2 separate regions of the Sus scrofa genome follow, and region 2 is linked to region 1. Evidence: chromatin contacts called from public HiChIP or PLAC-seq data. All regions are on one chromosome and are shown on one strand. Each heading gives the region's core, a stretch centred on a gene start, on an enhancer-like site or on the middle of the called end of the contact. The rest is flanking DNA. Distances are from core to core; before and after follow the strand shown. Region 1 has its middle 12 kb from the start of SLA. Region 2 overlaps TG (thyroglobulin).

Region 1 (3,363 bases), core at 612-3,111:
AGCACTGGAACTATTTACCTTTGCATCTTCAGCGCCGAGCAGAGGGCCTGGCCCAAGGTGGGGAATGAGCTGAACAGAAGCACATATGGGCGGTGAAAACGTCTTCCGGGGATCGCCCATCAATTTGCAATTATGCGGGACATGGATTTTCTGGCCTTGTAGGAGCCTCACAGCGGTGCCAAGAGTGGCGACTTGTCCATGCTTTCCAGGCGGAGCCAGTGCCCCGACTGGTGGAGGGTGGTGGCATTTGGGTCATTCCGTGGGCCAGGCGCTGGGTCAGCATCCTGTCTGAACCCAAAAGCCACATACTTTCTTGCCCTGACGGCGGTGACTCCCAAACCCGGCTGAAACCCATTAAGGGTGAGGTAAGAACATACACACACCTTCAAGATAGGAAAGACAGACAGATGGAAATGGAAGAAGGAAGGGAGGAGGGAAGAGGAGAGAGAGGGAAAAAGAGATTATAAATGTAAAATAAAACAAGAAGCTATACGATAATATTGTGATTTAAACAGAAACTCCTTTGGGGAACCGATGGAGTACCAAAAAAAGAGAAGTTACTTTTGAGGCTGGGAATAGCTCTCCTGAGATGCCCAGGGGCTGAATCATGGACCGAGAGAACAGGACGCGTCATTCTAGCTCTCAGCTTGGCCTGTGCACCATGTAGATACAGTCTTAACCTTAACAGGAGGTTAACTGGTTTTCCGCTGTGGAACCGCCTAGGGAACAATGCGTATGAGGCTTGGGTGAGGTTGCAGAATGAAAGGAATCTCAGAGCAAGGAGAGCAAAGAAGAAGAGGCCCCCGGGTGCAGACACACTTCGCATTTAAGGAGCAGGCTGGGGGGTGTGGGAAAGTGGAATTCCAGGAGAAGAAATACGAATTACACTGTTACTGAGCTTTTGGAAGTTACGTGAGGGGAGGGAGGTTGTCTTCTTCGTTCTCAGCAGGAAATCAAGCATATGAAGCTGATAGATCACGAATAGAATAAATTCACACTGTCCTGAGTCTCAGGGTTTGGTCTGGGGGACTGAACCAAGATGAGAACAGTGAGAAGGTGGGAAAGGGGGATTATGGCAGATGGAGGACCAAGGGAGCTAAGTCCTTAAGGACAGGGTTTGGGTCTTTTTAGGGCTGCACCTGCGGCACAGGGAGGTTCTCAGGCTAGGGGTCGAATTGGAGCTGCCACAGCCACAGCAACAAGTTCTGAGCAGCCTCTGTGACCTACACCACAGCTCACAGCAACGCACAGATCCTTAACCCACTGAGTGAGGCCAGGGATCAGACCTGCATCCTCATCGATACTAGTCAAGTTCTTAACCCCCTGAGCCACAAGGGGAACTCCAAGTACAGGGTTTTTTGGTTTTGTTTTAGTTTTGGTTTTTTTGGCTAAGCCTGGGCATGTGGAAGTTCTCGGGCTAGGGCTCGAACCCAGGCCACAGCAGTGACAACGCCGAATCCTTAACTTCTAGGCCATCAGGGAACTAACTCCCTTACACGCAGGTATTGCTTACTTGAAAATGTAAATTTCGGAGCCTGGAGACCTATGTATTCTTAAAAGTTTGGGAAGAGGCATGCCAGGTGACTGTCACGCACTGGGCAGACCTTTCTTGGACCCATTGCCTGACATCCTTGGCTGGTCCAGGAGGAGCTGTCCCTGTCTTCCCAGCTCCAATGGGGATCCTGGAGTCCCCGGGTGCCCAACACTGCAGGGTCTCTGCACAGGGTCTTGGAGGAAGGGGACTCGCAGCTGTGTTACAACTTCCCTTTGAGAAATTTCCTTGCCTCATCTCCTTGTCCTTCCTGAGCGCTACCCGCTCAACCGGAAGATGACTCAGACCAGCGCTGGGTTCACAGTGAATGTGTCTTCACTTCCTTTCCTGGATCCTGCCGTAGTGATCCCGGAGGGCACTGTGGCTCTCACTGGTGCCCCCTGACCTCCTGACTCCATGGTGACCCTTGCCTTGATACTGCATGTTCTGGGCCCTTCCTGCCCCCAGCTGAGGCGGCGGGGGGCAGTGTGGGGGGGAATTGGTGACGTCTCTGTGGCTGTCCTGGCCTAGCCCATCTGGTAATGGACAGGGACTTGCAGGGGCATCTCTTCTATGCAGGAGAAAGTGCTAGAATGGGAGCTGGGTGCGGGTTCTGAGAGCAGCCGGGCAGGGCTGGCCATTGCTCCTAGGCAAACGCCTCTCAGCTCTTTCCTGTGATGTGGGCTCACGGTCTCCAGCTCAAAGGGTCTAACTGTGGTCTCTGCAGCCAGGCTTTTCCCTTTTCCTTTCTCTCTCTCTCCCTCTCTTCTTCCCTCTTTTTTTTTTTTTTTTTTTTTGTCTTTTTAGGGCCACACCTGCAGCATATGGAGGTTCCCAGGCTAGGGGTCAAATCAGAGATGCAGCTGCTGGCCTACGCCACAGCCACAGAAACACAGGATCTAAGCTATGTCTGCGACCTACACCACAGCTCACAGCAATGCCCGATCCTTAACCCACTGAGCAAGGCCAGGGATCGAACCTGTGTCCTTGTGGATACTGGTCAGGTACTTTTTTTTTTTGTCTTTTTGCTATTTTTTGGACCGCTCCCGCGGCATATGGAGGTTCCCAGGCTAGGGGTCGAATCGGAGCCGTAGCCACCGGCCTACGCCAGAGCCACAGCAACGCGGGATCCGAGCCGCGTCTGCAACCTACAACACAGCTCACGGCAACGCCGGATCGTTAACCCACTGAGCAAGGGCAGGGACCGAACCCGCAACCTCATGGTTCCTAGTCGGATTCGTTAACCACTGCGCCACGGCGGGAACTCCTACTGGTCAGGTTCTTAACTCACTGAGCCAGGACGGGAACTCCCGGTCAGACTTTTCTGAGCACTGTTCCAGGGCAGAGCCAAGACAGCCTGGCCCTTGGACCCTCCAACTCCATCCCCGACCCCTGCCTTTCTCACGGGCTGGCTTGTCCGTAGTAGTTGCCCTGAATTGATGGCTAACTCTCCAGGCTTTGTGGACAGCAATTTACTCTTTTCTGCTCATGGACACAGCACCCTCCATCAGCAGGGCGAATCTGCAAAGTAGGCATTAGGACAATGGCAGGATGTTAAAATGGGATGCTGCCTGTCTCAGTTCTCAAAGGCTGAGAACACGTAGCGGGTGGCAGAGGTGCCAGGCCACACGTGCAGGGCTTACAGAGGGGGGGACCGAGACTCTGGCTCTGCGAGTATTTGCCCATCACCCACCCCAACCACCTGGGCTGTGGATGGTGCGTTGGGGGTTTTCGTATTGGACAGGAGTGAATGTTTTAGTATCAGGCAGGTAATAAGCTATGCCTGAGGTTTGGTCCAAGGACAGGATAAAATACACCTCTGAAAGGGTGCA
Region 2 (3,363 bases), core at 221-2,720, 100 kb after region 1:
ACCCTGCTCTGCCCGGTGCAAAGCCTGTGTGCCATGTGGGACACCTGGCTGGGGCTGATGCTCGGAGTCGCCTGTCTTTTTCCAGACCTGTGTCCTGAGCTGCACTTTCCAAGTATTTAAAATGGAAAGGGGGAGGGGCCAGGAGGTGGAGCGCAGGGAAGTTTCAGGGCAGGCGGTGAAGCAATTCTCGTGAACGGCGGACACGGGTCATGACACGTTTGTACAACACAGAGTGAGCCCCATTGTAGAGCAGGGCTCTAGCCAATAATGACCTATCACTGCGGGCTCAGCAAGGGTAACGACCGTGCTGCAGTGGGGCAGGGTGCTGATGGGAAATAGGCAGGGCAAGAAGCCGTACTTGGGAACTCCGGACTTTCTGCTCAGTTATTCTGTAAACTTAAAACCATTATAGGAGTTCCCTGGTGGCCCAGTAGTTAGAGATTTGACATTGTCACTGTTGTGGCTGGCGTTTGATCCCTGGCCTACGGGATTTCCACATGCCTTGGGTGAGGCCAAAAAAAACCAAATAAACAAAAAAACTCTCTCTCTATTTTAAAAAATTTTTTCAATTAAATTTTTTTTTCCCTTTTAGGGCCGCACCTGTGGCATGGAAGTTTCCAGGCTAGGGGTCGAATCAGAGCTTCAGCTGCCAGCCTACACTACAGCTACAGCAACGCCAGATCTGAACTGCATCTGTGACCTACACTGTAGCTTGCAGCAACACTGGATCCTTAACCCTCTGAGTAAGGCCAGGGATTGAGCCCACATTCTCACAGAGGCTATGTCGGGTCCTTAACCCACTGAGCCACAGTGGGAACTCCTATGTAGATTTTTAAGGGGGAAGGGGATGATGTACTTGTGTCAGAAGTTTACTGGGGGCTTAGCTGAATCGCCCCTGCTCTCTTCTCCCTCCTAAGCGTTCCTTTAGGCTGTGAGTACCATCCCTCTGCTCTGGGCCTTGCCATGGGATACAGGATGCTCTGTGCCAACAGCGGGTGGTAGGCTGTGTCTGCTGTCAGGAAGCCAGTGTTTGTATCCCAGTGCCCCCCACCCTCTAGTTTCTTGACTGAATGATGTTGAATGATGGCTCCCCTAGGGGCTGAACTGCAGGGAGGCTGAAGGCAGAGACGTGAAAGCTCTGGAATGTGGAAAATACCAGGAGGTCTAGGGAATCAAGCAAAGCAAAGCAAAGCTGCTTGTGGCTACAGGAATTTAAAAGGCTGATCCCACACAGAAGAATGAAGGGCGTTCCTAAACATGGTGGGGGGGGCAGCAATATACTTCTGAGTGTTTCATCAGTGGGATTTAATGAACACCAAGGATGCCACTTATAGCTGCTCACAACTGTGGACACAAAGTTCCTTAGCCTCCCTGAGCCTCGGTGTTTCATCAGTGAAATGGCCACGGGGTGCTGATCTGTGCCTTGAGGGTGAAATGATGAAATCCAGGAAAGAGGGCTGCTAACCTTCCTTCCCTCTTTGCTGACAATTTGCTTTAAGGAACAGGCAGTGTTGCAAGTCAGGAGTGAGAAGGACTGGGTGTTCTGGATGTTTCCTTTGCCTCCCCCGACACTTGCCCTGCCGGCAGCAAAAATGAGCCTGCCTTCCCAGAAGCCCACAGAATTCTCAATAAGATGACAGCCCATGACATCACGATCCCACCCCCTCCCAGATGGATGACATATGGAAATGCACTCTCTTCTGTCTGGAAATGCTCTAAGCCTGAGAGTCAGCCATGTCGGTGGAAGGCTCCACCTGAACGAATGCCACGGGGAGGATTCTGAGTTTCACACCATCTCTTTGGCCAAAGGAGCTACTGACTTAACAGACTGTCAGTCGTGTGTTCAAAAAAAGGGAAAGAAAACGCAGGCAGAGCGTGCGGTGCTCCAGCAGTGGCCTCCGCTCCCCTGAAGGAAAATCTGAAATCTGTTCGTCACCCTCATTCCCCTCATTGGCACTCGGCTGCCTTTCGCCTTAACTCGCAGCCTGTTCCAGGTTCCTCATGCAGGCCTGGAATCTTCTATAACACTCAGGGCCTCCTGCCACGTGGCCCACCCAGCCCGCATTCCCCAGCCTTCCCAGACTTCCGCTATGCTGGATGCCTGCCCGGCTCACCCACATTCTAGAGGACTCCATCACTGTGGCCATGCAACCTCCTACCCATCCAGCCATACTCAGCAAGCGACACGCTCCAGGTCTTAGATGAGAACAGACACGAAGTTCAGTGCCTGACCTTGACTCGCAAAGCCCATCACAGCCTCTATACCCTTTCACACGGAGCACCTCAGTTGAGCCTCACCGTCACTTTGGAAGTTGGGTAAAAATTCCCATTTTACAGAGGAGAAAACTGAGACTTGGAGAAAGGAAGGGTTTTGTTCAAGGTCACATGGACAGTCAAGGGCAGAGCCAGCCCTTGGCCTGGTGTGTCTGTCCTCTGCCACGGCTGCCTGACGAGGGACTGCCCTACCACCGCCGTGGGTGCAGTAGGTGCCAGCTGGACATGGAGGGAAAGACATGTGGGCGGGCAAGTGGCGCTGGAACAGGTCCAGGCCTCCGTGCTGCCCTGGGGGTGGTGGGAAAGGTGGAGGCAGTAACCAGGGTGAGAAAGGGCTCCGGACAGGGCGCAGGCCAGGGTTTGCAAGTGCTGCTGGCATTAAAGGGGAGGCAGAGATCGTTATCTATGCAGCCCTCACTCCAATAAATGGCTCTTCCTGCCCCGAGAGCTCTGATGCAGCCCTAGAGTCCCCAGGGCACGGTGAGACTGGTGGTGAATCCCAGCTCCGCTCTTTCCTGACCATGTGAGCTGAGCACATGTGTAAGCCTCCAGGGCCTCAATACACACGTGCCCAGACAAATACATCACAAGATAAACATGTAAGGTACTCAGAACAGCTTCAGACACCCGGTAAATGTAATCAGGGCAGCCGTGACTCAGCCGTGGGCGTCGGCATGGCCGAGGGGTTCTCGAATGTGCTAGACGTTCCACTGCCTGCTGAGCGGCGGGAGGAGGGCCGGGGAAGGGACAGGGCGTCTGGAGGGAAGAAAGGGCTCCACGCACACAGAGAACACACCCAGCGCAGGGGTCTGCAGTCCCCACCGCCGCCAGCCACTCACCGGAACTCAGGAAGCCAAAGACGCCCGTTCGGTAGCTGGCGGTGACCACGATGAGGTTGCCAACAGCAGCCAGGAAGGAGCCGTCCACGGCCATGGCCAGCGGTCCCTCAGCGCCGTTGTGGAAGAACACCAGCACAGATGAGTTGGGGGTCTGCGGGGATGGGAGAAATGAGAGGGCACCAGGTGGCCCGCTTTCACACCAGAGCTTGGTGAGGGCACCTTCCCACATAGGAGCCAGGCTCTGAGCCTA

The links. HiChIP or PLAC-seq counts read pairs in DNA pulled down with a chosen protein or histone mark.
Region 2: a contact with region 1 is called in an H3K27ac HiChIP or PLAC-seq map of alveolar macrophages. The contact joins two enhancer-like sites. A contact is called at or near these places in 4 of 47 Hi-C or Micro-C datasets (blood, embryonic fibroblasts, heart right ventricle and 1 more) and 1 of 2 datasets of contacts at active chromatin or transcription factors (alveolar macrophages).

Annotation. Positions count from the first base shown.
Region 1 is chr4:8,152,715-8,156,077 of Sscrofa11.1, forward strand. No RefSeq gene overlaps it. Among named protein-coding and RNA genes, the nearest start is that of SLA, 12 kb to the right of the region's middle. Within about 2 kb of position 1,862, at least 14 of the 83 cell types and tissues checked have an H3K27ac peak or open chromatin away from gene starts, as enhancers often do. A contact at or near this core is called in alveolar macrophages, where this site is marked.
Region 2 is chr4:8,257,546-8,260,908 of Sscrofa11.1, forward strand. It overlaps TG (thyroglobulin), which reads right to left. Exons shown (of 50, transcript NM_001168418.1): 39 at 3,114-3,264. Among named protein-coding and RNA genes, the nearest start is that of MIR9795, 18 kb to the right of the region's middle. Within about 2 kb of position 1,471, at least 16 of the 83 cell types and tissues checked have an H3K27ac peak or open chromatin away from gene starts, as enhancers often do. A contact at or near this core is called in alveolar macrophages, where this site is marked.